Linked DNA regions of Capsicum annuum: region 1 is linked to region 2. The links are chromatin contacts, called in public Hi-C maps. All regions are on one chromosome and are shown on one strand. The core of a region is the stretch at or near the end of the contact, and the rest is flanking DNA. Distances in the headings are between cores, read along the strand shown. Region 1 has its middle 77 kb from the start of LOC107869748. Region 2 holds the start of LOC107869748 (transcription factor MYB56).

Region 1 (6,844 bases), core at 1,528-4,027, 76 kb after region 2:
TTATGTTCCTTTCTGTAATGTAACTGTTTGTACTACAAAGGAGAGACTATTAATGTATCATAATATTATGTAAGAGAAAAATACTGTAGATCAGTCAAAAGATAAAAGGAAGGAAAATGGAAACTATAAGTAAAGGTTGCATGGAGATTATTAAGCATATATAGTGTTGGCCATTCATTACTCAATCAAATGTTGTTCTCCACTTAAATAACACTATTAAAAACAAACAGAAACTAACCACAGATAAATTTTATAGCTAAACAACTTTGTTGTTAATCCTATTTAGCAACTAATCAATGATATCTAATTAGGTAAAACAATTATTAGCTGCGAGCAATTTACGGCAAATTATTGACGAATTTGGAATACAGTGATTATCCTCGACTTCAATTTATTCTTTTAAAAAGATTAATTAACAATTACCACCAAATATGATATGATGGATGTGATTCTTCCACCGTAACCAATTATTTCAAAATCGAGCACAAAAAAATTGAACGAATCTACTTTCCCTCTTTAACTAGCCTCTATACGCTAATTTAAATTAGTCAAACAGGCAATTATCATATGTAGGATAATTAAATCAGCAATAATAACATACTTAGTTCCACAAGTAAAGTATGAAAAGAATAGAATGCGCAAATCTTATTCCTATCTCGCAGAGATAAAATGATTATTTTCGAAATCGTAGGATAATTAAATCGAAAAAAATCAATTTCTTTTTCTATTAAAAAATTCAAATTAGACAAAACATTGAGCCAAACAAGGATTTAACAAGACGTAGCTAGCTAGCCTCCTAGGCCAAAAAGTTTGGCATGCATCGTGAACATTGAAAAACATTATTACTTCTACTATTTACTAGCTCTAACAGTAGCACTAGAATGATCAAAATAAGATAACAGAGAGGCAGTATTACAAGTCAAAAACAGTGACCTGACAGAAAGCCGTTAGGAAGAAACACCAAAATCACAAAACAACACTAAGCTAACACTTGTAGTGTGTACTAGGCTTCTCTCCTTTTAATTTATTTGTCTGATTTTAATTTGAGATAAAATTATAAAAAAATAAAAATATCTTTTAAATATTATGATCTTAAATTAAAAATAAGTAGAATATATATCAAAATATCCAGAAATGTTATGATTTTAAACATATCATCTAAAAAAAGTTAGAACTAAAGAATTCGAAAACATGGAAAAAATATTCTTTTCTAAATAAATTAAAAGAAGTAAGACAGATAAATTAAAGCATTCATTAATAATACCTAGCTAGTTGTAAAATAATAGACAATTGGCCATAGAGTGCTAGCTAGTAGTTGTAGCAATAGTACAACTATTACTAGCTATAGTACAACTATTGAGGCATTTAACAATGAATATTTGTATGGTTGTGGGGTTAATGTGGTCCTCTATGAATACCCTAAAGGACCCTATCAATTTCTTTTACAATATGAATTCATAGAGGGGGGACATGAACTTGATCGATGTGTTTTTTTCTCCAATCCTTCATCTACCACTTTCTAACACAAGGCAAAGAGTAATGAGAGTTTGCCTTGCCTTTAAGACATGTCTCATCAATCCTCTATGAAAAATAAAAAAGGTTAAATACATCGGTGCTCCTCTAAATTTAGCACAATCTTTTATTTTGATACCTTAATTGGATCATGTTTATTTTTGACATCTCAAGTAGCTATAAGTGTGTCATTTTAACACTTTTCGGTGACATAGCAAAGAAAGTGCATTACACTGATGAAATTTGATCGATTTTCCCCCCCCCCCCCCCCCCCCTCTTCTTCTTCTCAATTACTCCCGCCATTTTCCACCTTTTTCCCACCATTTTCCACCTATTTTTTTTTCCACCATTAACTTTGCTACACTTTCTTTAAACTGTAAGAATATGCAAACAAAAATGAACATATACAAAAAGGAAACAAATATATGAAATGAAAAAGTAGCTCGTCGATGTTGTTGAGATTTAAATTTTTTGGTAATTGCAGAATTAATTAAGGACCTCAATGCAAAGAATTTCTGCATCTTCTATATAATTTCTTGATAGAAAAAAAGAAGAGACTTTTGCTGTGAATTTCAATTTTGTTATTGCAATCACTTGTCCCTACTGTTATTGAGAAATTTGAAAAAATTTTAAAGATATTTTTTAGAGATGAAAATTGGAGAAGATGATCGAGGAGGGAGTGGGGATGGGTGGGGTGGGGTTGCGTTGCTGCAACGTTAGTTTGTGGGAAGGGTGGGGGAAGGGGTTGCTGCAGCAATTTTGGGGTGGTGGTGGGGTGGCAGCAATTTTGGTGGGTGGGGTACTTGAAGAAGATGATGTTGGGGTGAGGGGGGGTTATTTATGTATTAATTTTTTATTTAAAGTTAAAGTTCATTATTTAAAAATTAAATTTTAAATTATAATTTATTTAAAATTATTATTTTAAATAAGAATGCCACATGTCTTTTTTTAATTAGTTGTATGTCATGTCAGCAAACGTGTGTATTATACACACTTTGCAAAATCAGTTGATTATAAAAAAAAAAAATCAAAATGGCACACTTAATAGCTGGTTGAGGTGTTAAAAATGAACATGATCCAGTTAAGGTATCAAAGTGAAAGATCGTGCAAAAGTTTAGGGGGCTGGTGATGGGTTTGGCCAATAAAAAACCTTTGACAAGACTTGTATTAATCTGTGCATGCATGCCAATTTACCATGTATCATGCACCCATCTACTGTTCTTATCACATCATGACCTAAGACTAATAATTCAGAGCCAATGTTGAGAAAGTAAATAAGGTCTTGGTACAATTATTCTTTAGCTTTTGACCATAACTCCTATTTAGTTGGACCACATATTGAATCTCTTTTATGTTAGTTACATTATAATCCCTCCGATCCGTTTTAATTAGTGTCTTTGTTTGACGGAATATAAAGTTTAGAAATTAAGGAAGAATTTTAAATTTTATGATTTTATATATATAAATAATGTAACAAAATGTCTTTTAAGTTTTAACCCGGAGGTCTTAGACTTATTAGGTGAAATATTGAAATTAAGGAGTTTTCAAATCAGAAAGAAGGCATTTTTCTATGATCAAACTATAATGAAAGTAAAATAAACAGATTAAAACATAGGAAAATACTTCTTAATCATTCCAGAAAAATTCAAAATGTAAAAGAAAAAAAAAAGAACCATAAAAAGATTTAGAACGAGCAAATTATTTTATTTTACACGTCGACTAGGTTCATGAAAGAGGATAATATACTAAAGACGTACGAAAGTATTTGCAATTGATTGAACATATCCTTATCATTGATAACTCAAAAATACTCTCGTGGTTAGTCATTTCAAATAGTTTAAGGGTAAAATTGGCCATTTTTCATCCAAGTTTGGACTTTGGATTGGAGCACCATTCGGGAGGAGTGCAATTTAATTTGAGCTATTTAACTAACGATAATGATATTTTTGAGTTACATATTGATGTTAAGGGTATTTTGCGCCAAAAACAAAATAGAGGACTAAGCTATTCATTGCAAATATTTGGTAAAATGGTTCAGTGGACCCCTGTACTAGGTCGATTTTGTAAGTTGGACACTTCTACTTACATGTTTGTCATCTGGATCCCTGAACCCACTAAAAAGCAATATTTTAAATACATTTTTGAAGAGTGTAACACACTATCCCACGTCAACTGCCACATAAGCTGCCACATGTGTCACATCATCTGTCACGTGTGCCACGTCATTTTGAAGTATTTCATGAAATTCTGAGTCATTTTTAAAATATTACATGACAAATTAGATATTAAAATTAATTTAATTAAATAAAAAATTATAAAATTGTAGAAAAATTTAAATAATCATATTTTAGATTAAATATCCAAGTAATTAAATTATAAAATGTCATTTAATTTTTTTTTTTCTCACAAATTAAATATCAAATTCATTCCATCATTCCAAATAATTAAAATTCTTCTCCAACTAATTTAAAATTTTAACTATAAATTCACATATATTAACTTAATGAATTTTTGAATTTTAAATTTGAATATCTTTAATAAATTCATAGAAACTTTAAATTTTTTCAAGCTTAATCCCAAAACAAAATATAAAAAGATTCAAATTTAAATTAAAAAAAAAAGATATTGATTGAGAGGAATTTTTTTAAAAAAAAAATTGAAGGTGGTGTTGGGGTTGGGGGTGGAGAGGGGGCTAGACGGGGCTGAGGTGGGGTGAGGAGGGGCTGGATGGGGCTAGCAAGGGGTTGGACGGGGCTGGGAGTGGGGTGGGGGGTTGGTCAAGGCTGAGAGTGGCTGGACAAGGTTGGGGTAGGGTGGGAGGCTGGGATGGGGACTGGGGTGGGTTTGGGAGGGGTTGGACGGGGTTGGGATGGGGTGGGGAGGGGTTGGACGGGGATGGGGTGGGGTAGAGAGGGGCTGGATGAGGCTGGGGGTGGGGTGAGGGGCGTTGGACAGGGTTGGGATGGGGGCTGGGTTGGGGTGGGGGAGTGGGCTAGATAGGGGGAGGGGGTTTAGGAGGGCTTTTTTATTTTTTATTTTTAAATTTTTAAAATATTTTTAAAATTAAAAGGTTGAAAAAAGTTTTTATCCTTTTTTTCATTCTTTTAATATAAAATTGATCAAAAATTGAACCTCACTTGCACCCCAGGCGAGTGTAATCACTTTCCTTGTCATAGTCGGTATTTTAATGCTACATAAGCAAAGTCAATGGTTAAAGGATTTAAAATATAGGTTTTTAGTGGGTTCAGAAATCTAGATGATAAACATGTAAATAGCAGTATTTAATTTACAAAATCGATCTAGTACAGGGATTCAATAAACCATTTTACCCAAATATTTGTTTAGTTTACTTCACACAAAACTTTAAAAAAGTAAATAGGAAAGATATATTCTTTTTTAGATGAAGTAAAGAAGAAAATAGGATAAATAAATTAAAATAGAGGGTTTAACCAAGATAATTGCCTACTCCTTTGTTACATTTATGTGGCGCGATTGAAATTTGATATTCAAACTTTTAAAATTTGATCATGAATTCAAACATAGAATCTTAAAATTTTTCAAAATAAAGTTTATATATTGAAAACTATGTAAAAGTCATTATACAAAATAAAATAATTAATAAATTAAAATTCATATATATAAAGAAATTTCAATTAAAAAAATTTGATCGATTTTTAAAATTTTAACTATGTTATATAAATTGAGACGGAGAAACTAAAAATTATATTTTTTTTTCAAGATAAAGAAAAAACAGTTATTGAAATGTGAGATGTCAATTATGGTGACTGGTTGTGGGGTTCAACACTATTAGGACTCATGAATAAGTCTAGGAAGAGCTAGCAAACTAGGTGAAGAAATTGATCAGAATTTAAATATATATAGGTCATCACACACAACAAGAAAAATTGTACACTAACTTCCTTGAACTAGCTTATCTAAAGGAGGAGTTAGATTTACAACCCAACAATACTACATATAGGCTATATCTATAAAAAGGTTAGAAATTAAAAATCTTTATAATAAGTCAGTAAAAAAGCAATCAGAAAAATTAATTAAGTACCACTTTGTAGTGCTTAAAATAAAACATGACCTCATTCTGAATTTACTACACAAATAGTAAGTAAAGGTTTGTTATTTCACATCCCCTCCCACTTTTTCATGATTTGGTAGATGTTAACCACTCATAGCCAAAAAGTTTCTGGATGTATTTGGGTGGGGTGGGGGGTAGCCTTATTCTAGTTCTAGGATTTAAGTTTTTTTTTTTTATTTCTTAATTTAGTTAATTAGTGTAGTTTACCATGTAACATCAGGTATTAGTAGTGAGTGATGAAATTAGAATTTTCACCGAGCAAGACAAAATATAAAAATATATATATATGAAAATTAATTTTTCAATGGAGAGGTATCCATTAAACAAGGGTGGTTCCATTGCCGAAAACTACAATATTTACTATCTTTATCTATTATCAATTCATGTAAAATTATATATATTTTTTAATTTGTTTGAATTACTTTCATTTTTTTTCATTTTAAAAGAATGATTCTTTCTCATTTAGCAATTTTTATTTTTAATTTTTCATATGATATATTTTAAGATTATAAAATTAAACAATATTTTGATATATTTAACATATACTTTTAGTTTAAGTCCATAATTTTTTTAAAATAAATTACTTTCTTAAATTTTATGTCAAGTTAAAATAGATCAAATAAATTGAAATATAGAAAAATTTATCTATAATTACATTGTGATTTTCCTATTTTATTTTTCGTGGGATAATGTGGGTGCATGAAATTCAACTTGGACAGATTTCTAAAAAATTCATGTACACATAAAAGTGATCAGAAGACCTATGTATGTACACAATGTAAAGGACCTAGTCTGAAACCTAGCTAACTAAACCCTAGCTATAACCCCTTGTGCTTCTTTCATCAATCTATCCATCTACCTTCTGTTTGTAAGTTCTGACCATAAACAGTACTCCCCATTTGTACTAAACAAGCAAATTCCTTTTTTCCTATAGGTGTTTGATTTTCGTATTGGAGGTTTAATTAATCTAAATTGTGTACTGTAAGGCTCATTTTGGAGGTGACTATTTCAACAGGATTTCCTGCATATCTAAGCTTAAATTTGAGATCTCTGACTAAGCATAAAGTAGTCCGACCATTATATCACAACGTATGTTGGTACTAAATAAACTTATCTACAGGAGACTAGTGAAGAGACTGAGACGTGTTCAATTTTTTTAAAAAACTAGTAAGTCGAATTAGTTTGTAGGATAATGGATGATAATTGTAGAATAAATCTTAAATTATTTTATTTTGTGTCAGG
Region 2 (7,062 bases), core at 1,749-4,248:
TACTAATAAAATACTGTTACCATTTCATTGTAAGAGAGACTCAAAGGGGGGTCCTTTTTCTTGATGATTTTCATGAAATTTTTTATCAATTATTGATTCAAGTAGCTCCTACTCCAAGAAAGTCTATAAATGGTGGTGCAATTGTGCTATTATCACTGTTGTTGTTGTTGTTGCTGCTGCTTCTTCTGTCCTCCTCTTTTACTAGTCCTTCTGCTTGTGCTGCTGAGGGTGATGATGAGATTTGTGTTCTTGACGTTGTGACATAGGGAAACTGCAAGTATTGTGACTGTTGTTGCATACTGTTCATCATCATTAATGAATTAGATGGTGGAGTAGGATGGTGGTGTTGGTGACCAGTAATTTCCATTTTCCTATCCCAAGATTTGTTCCCTTGCTGGTTTAGAATATTCATCATCTCATTCCCACAATGACCTTTCAACAAAAACAAAAAATCAACATTCATACTATAATCATAAGGAACAAAATAAAAATTTTCTAGTTATCAGAGGCTAGGGACATATATAGGAATAATGTCAATTTTACAATTTCGTCCATTATTTTGCAAAAAAAAAAATTGAGTTTTATTCACAAAATGAACTCTTTCTTCACTGAAATTCATGTTCATACACAATTTTTCAACTTCCAAATAATCTTCTATAGACTTCAAACTTAGTTTACCTTTTTTTTTTTTTTTCAACCTCGACCAAATGTTGTCCGAAAAGTGTGAAAGGGAAGAAGACCGTAGTGTAATTAAGTTAATGAACAACAACAGCATACAATAAGGACTGAGGAACATAGATTGTAAGTACACTATCAAGGTTGTTACCAATAGACCCTTGTCTCAAGGAAAAAAAAGTCCAAATCAGAATTTAAGTTGATGAAACAAATTGTTAAAAGGGATGGACCGAAATATACCTGCAGGTAATGAGTCAAAAGGGGGAGCACAAAATGGTGAATAAGGAGAAAGGAGAGTGACATTATTGGTGCTGCTAGGGGTTGCTGCTGCTGCTTCTCCAGCAGAAACAGTCATGTGGGGTGAGCCATTTGGTTCATAAACAACCCAACCATTTGGACCATCATTATTTATTTTCACACTAGTAGTATTAGCAGTGGCACCAAATTGGTTAACAGAATTTTGGCAACTGATAATTGGTGCTTGTGCTTTGCCACTATCTGCTTCTTCAACTACTAGTGTTGATCTTCTATAAACAAATTGTCCCATTTTCCTCCTCCTATAAGCACTTGATTGTTCTCTATATTTTCTAGCCATTATTACATGCCAATGATTCTTCACTGCATTATCTGTTCTCCCTGGAAATAGCCTTGCTATCATTGCCCATTTGTTACCATACAATCTATGAGCTGCCATTAATCTTTCCTCTTCCTCTTCACTAAATGCCCTCCTGTTAATTCTTGGATCCAACTGGTTAAACCACCTCAATCTACAACTTTTTCCTTCACATCAAAACAAGAAAAATAAACGTCAACTTAAAAAGGGACAAGATTCTTAAAAAAGTTGCACTAACAACATACTCAACGTATTCCATGATTCGAGTCTTGGGAGGGTAGCGTGTATGCGGACCTTATCCCTATCTCAAAAGGTAGAGAGGTTGTTTCGGACAAACCCTCGGCCAGAATTTTGAAAAAGATACAATAAGAACATAGTCAATGTAATTCTAAGAGTCAGTCTAGATAAGTGTCTGCACAAACCTTACCCCTACCTCGAAAGATAGAGAGGCTATTTCCGATAGACCCTCGATGAGAATCTTGAAAAAGATGAGATCTTTTTTTTGCTTACCTGATCTTCCTTCTAACTTTTCTGCTATAAGATTCCAATTCTGAGGGCCATAAATAGCAACAAGTTCTTTAAGTTGTGCATCTTCAGCTGGTCTCCAATGGCCTCTAGCACAAAGCTTTGATTGACCACTCTCTGTCTCCTTACCATTATTACCACCACCACCACCACTACTGCTATTATTACTATTAAAAGTACTATGCAGTGTAATTTGTTTCTCTTCATTGTAGCAAGAAGCATTAAGATCAATACTCTCATTATTTTCTTCACTATTTTGGACTTCATCAAGATTCTGACAACAAGAAAAAACTGCCCCACCTTTATTCAAGAATTGAAAATCCCAAGAACCCTTCCTCCCTTTACCCTCGTCAACACTTTTGGGAGTATTTATGGAAAGTGAATTCATATCAGCAAAAAACATCCCCATTGAAGTAGAAGCACCACCCATAGGAGAACAAGAACAAGAAGATGATGATGTTGATGACATGAAATTTTTTTTGTGCTTTAGGATTTCATCTTTACAACATTCTTGAACAATAAATGGTGAAAATGAGCTAAGGAAGGAGGTTTACTACTTTTTTTCTATATCAAGGAAACAACCCCCAATGAAGTAGCAACACCCCTAGGAGAACAATAACAAGAAAATGATATTGATGACGTGATCTTTTTGAGCTTAAAAATTTGATCTTCACAACATTCTTGAACAATAAACGATGAAAATGAGCTAAAGAAAGAAGCTCTACTACTTTTTGTAATCAACAAACAACCCGCTTTGAAATAGTAGCACTCATAGTAGAAGAAAGACAAGAAAATGATGCTGATCTTGTTAACATTCTTGAAGAACAAATCATGAAAATGAGCTAAGGAATGCCCTTTACAACATTCTTCACATCAAGAAAAACACACACAAAAAAACAAGAAAAGGTTGTTTGTTTCTTCTCCTAACAAGAAACCTCAAAAACTCGTATATTTTTCACAGCCCCTTTTGCCACTTTGCTTCATCTATGAACTTTTGAGGAAATTGGTTAATTGTGCTGGTGTTTGTGTGTGTTTATGTATGTGTTGTTTTGACAGGAGAAACACTTAACAAACCTGATGCTAACTGACCCCAAATACTTAACCCACTTATTTATATAAAAACTCATCAAAGGCTTTTTTATTTTTTGAAAGAAATATGAGTACTTTTTTTTTAATGTCGACAGCATTATTTGGTGCAACATGTCTGAAATAAGCAAAATTAAAACGTTTGATAAGTGTATATTTTAGTCACAAGAGGACATTATATTATGTAGTTTTTGAACTTAGGTTATTATATAGAAAAAGGGTTTTTAAGAATGAGTTGTCAGTATACCTTTATTAAATATACTATAATGAGATTTTTTTTTTTTTAAAAGTGCTCTTTTCTTCTTGATATCAGCTTAAACAATTAGAGGGTATGGTTTAGACAATTCATTTTTTATAAAAGTATTTTCTATGCAACACTTTACGCTTCTAAAAAGACAAAAATAACACTCATATATCCGATCAATGAATTAGTTAAAATGTGAATAAGCTTGTACGATATTATCATATTTGTCTGATAATTGGGCATGAAATTTAAAAAGAAAAAAAACTTACTTTTGAAACTTATAGAACCATGATTTCAATTTTATGAATTTTGAACTTTAAAACAAAGACTTCAAGTGTTAATAATATAATTCTAAATTTTATACTTTTTACAAATTCAATGAATTTTTTTATCATAGATATACTATTTGAGCAAAAATTATTGACTTCGACCGAATATGTCTTCAAACTACTAGCTTTGCCTATTCTAAAATAAATTATATTTATGTGGTTATAACCATCTCATTAAATTAAAACAAATATTTTAAAGTTATTATTATTATGTACTATACAAAAAGCTAAGTGATTTTTTTAAACTTTAACTATTATAGAGAAAATATTGTTTCAATGGGGACCCAAAAAAATACTTTACGAGAGGAAAAAGTATAATAACAGAAAAGCAAAAACATGTCACTTGCACGTGTGAGATTGAGTCAGGATATCATTTTATTTTGTTTTTGTAATTTGGATTTTATCCCATAATATTAATATATCAATGTGGTCATAGTCATTATATACAGTGAGGTGGTGGGGGTGGAGTGGGGTGCGGGGTTGGGTAGGGATAGAAGGGCTTTTAGGCTGTCTCACTCCATACTGACATGAAAGACTCATATGGGGTTGATAACTGCTAACCTGGTTTGTTACAGGTCTAAGACACATCAATTGTGAATATGAAGCTTGGTCACACCCCCCTAAGGACCCCGTACCCCCCCCCCCCTGCTCCTCACCAGCTAAAAACAACTCAAATATAAACTAGTCAAACTTCCAGCTCAATCCATATATCCAATCAATGTCCTCCAGTTGTGTTTAACTTGTATACGCTGTATATTATAGAAATAATAATCGTACATGTAAATATAGCTGTAAGAATACAATACGTAATGTGGATTAGAAGCACATCATGAGTTCGAAGTGGAGCTGAGTAGCGGGCGGATTTATTATCTATTAAGTTTTGAATGGTGCATTACTAGCCCTCGAAAAATTCTCCTTTATTACATACAAAAACATGGTATTAATAGTTCCATGGTTTTGATCTAGTGATAAGAGCGTAATATATAATGTATGGGTCAGACACATGAAGCAAGTTCCGACCTTATTGCAAACAAAATTTTGATATTTAAATCATGAAAAAAGGGCAAAACTGTAGAGTCGCGGATCCGTTATTCATTGAATTTCGAACTACGTGCCACTAACCCTCGCAGATTTTTTGATTTTCAAGAAAAAAAATACTAAAATTAGTAACCTAAAAAAATAAAGTGAGTTAACTACCAAGTTAAAAATACATTTTTCCTCTGTTTCAATTTAAGTGTCTTAATTTACTTTTTGGTCTATTACAGAAAGAGTTTTTGTGGTATAGCTACAACAATATAACCCATGTATTCTTTCATAATGGGGTTTGAGGAGGAACTATATACAAGGGAAATTTACATATATAGTTTTGTCACTTGTGATAGAACAAAATGTAAGTTTTTCAGTTCAAACATTCTTGAGGGAAAAAATTACACATATTTTGTTCAAGATAACAAAATCTAAAAGTATTTCTGTGCTGTTAAATTTCATGCACATCAAACTAAGAAAACCCCTTTAGTAGTAATTAATTTGCTGTTTTAGCACAGTTGATAGCTTAGCTTTTCCATTGATACATTTGGAAAAATTTGGTAGAGATTAGACTTATCTATATAGCTAAAAGTAAGATTTATAGACTCATCAGTTGACACATTTGTTAAAAAATGGAAGAGATTAGACTTATCTATATAGCTAAACTAAAAGTAAGTTATATAGACTCATCAGTTGAAACTTTTTTCTTTTCGATAATCATGATAAGAATCTTACTTATTCTACTTTGCATGAAAAGTACTAAGTAGCTCAAAAATTCAACTAGGGTTGTTTAATTTTTGTCTTTTGACAACCTTTAATTGAGTACTCTAGGTGATTTGAGAAGAAAACTTGAAATAATTAAGTTGCCAAATCAGGCAAAGCTAATTGATTAGTATATGGGTGATTACCAAAAGTTGCAACTATCATTTTCCTTCTTGTTGATTTATATAGGGAATTGGACACTGGTTAATTGCTGTCATCTGATAGATTAATCAAAATTTTAAGACATTTAACAGCCAAACTAATTAGCCCATGGAAGCCCCTTTTATTATTTAATCAGATTAGAATAACAAACTAATATACTTGTACATGTTTACTGTTGTTTTTTTTCTAAAAAAAAATTGAAATGCAATATATTAAATCTTTAGTCGTATAGTAATTTTTATGGTTGTTTGTTACACAGATTATATTATTTTGGAATTATAATCCTGGAATTATGATTACTGGACTCGTTTATCCTTCTTGGGAGGTGGGACAAAATAATTCCAAGTGAGATAAGGTGGAATATCTTAAGATTTAGTTTGAAATTAGATTTATGTAGTATTTGGCTGATAATATTAATTTATATCATCAACCAAATACAGTATAATTCCAAATTTAATATAAAAATATTTTACCTTATCCGGCGTATCGAATGAGTCCCTGATCTTATATTTGATGCATCAAACAAAGCATTCCTCTACCAAGGGCCAATTTTAGTAGTGTTGTTTTTTGTTTTGACCAAGGAAATTGACATTTTTTTTTTGCAGAAAAATGACATTATACAAATAAGTAGTAATTTATTTAAACAGAATAATTTTGGTGATTATTTATAAATAGTTGGTAAATAAGAGTACTTGTTTCTTTCGTGTGCTAGCTTTGATTCCAGTAAACTACTATCCCATAAATCATAATAAATCGTCACAACAAAGAAACCTAATTCATTTGTCTTTTTTTTTGGCCTATTGATTTTTGTATTTTGAAGTGTATCCAATGTCTATTTATGTGTAACATCAATGATTAGTTGGGGAAAAGTTCCTACCTTCTTAAACATTTTATTTAAAGGATTTAAATATGTATACTGTCAAATCGCAATTTATAAAATAGTGTTGTTTTTTCTGAATATATTTTAGTTATGGCAAAAATGTTATGAAGAATATATAATATAACATAAAATAAAAATATATTAAAAAAAGATATGACGGTTATAACGAAATGTAGTTATAATAGGATATGATTTTACTAACATTATACAAATAATTTATACCATCTTTGTACAATTTAAGCTTCCGTTTAGCCATATACGTTGAAGTTGAACTTGAAAATTTGAACTTTTAAAGTTGTATTTTTTAGAATTCAAATTTACTTTTGGCAATCTATTTTACTTGTAAAAATTGAAAATTTGTGAATGGAAGTCTTATAAACCCCAAAAATGATCAAGAGCTTGTTTTGGACTGGCTTATTTGATGAAATAAAAAAAAGTTTTTTAAACACTTATTTTAACGTCACAAAAAAAAAACCAATATCATATATTAAAATTTTCAACTTGTGACTTTTTTACTTACACATCTAAAGTTATAAGCACATCTAAACAACTTGGTTTTAGGAATTTGAACATGTTTGAAATCAAGTTTCATGAGCAAAGTGCAAAAGTCCTTTAAGTTTTTAAATAAAGCAGTAAACTAGAGGTGAAGATTTTACCCACTTAAATTTACCAAACCTATTGGAAGACGTTTTGATATTTGTATCATAAATGAAAGTAACAGGAATGTACTACATTTTCAGTGATTTATTTGGTCAAAATC

What was found. Hi-C and Micro-C count contacts between places; a contact is called where the count stands out from the background.
Region 1: a Hi-C map of leaf shows a contact between it and region 2, with 2.4 times the contacts expected there. The contact joins the enhancer-like site here to the promoter of LOC107869748 in region 2. A contact is called at or near these places in 3 of 5 Hi-C or Micro-C datasets (leaf, pericarp and placenta).

What each region holds. Positions count from the first base shown.
Region 1 is chr11:19,340,939-19,347,782 of UCD10Xv1.1, forward strand. No RefSeq gene overlaps it. Among protein-coding and RNA genes, the nearest start is that of LOC107869748, 77 kb to the left of the region's middle. Within about 2 kb of position 2,778, at least 4 of the 5 cell types and tissues checked have an H3K27ac peak or open chromatin away from gene starts, as enhancers often do. A contact at or near this core is called in leaf and pericarp, where this site is marked.
Region 2 is chr11:19,264,448-19,271,509 of UCD10Xv1.1, forward strand. It overlaps LOC107869748 (transcription factor MYB56), which reads right to left and starts at 2,999. Exons shown (of 3, transcript XM_016716200.2): 1 at 1,799-2,999; 2 at 916-1,455; 3 at 1-432. The coding sequence starts at 2,282. The coding sequence ends at 98.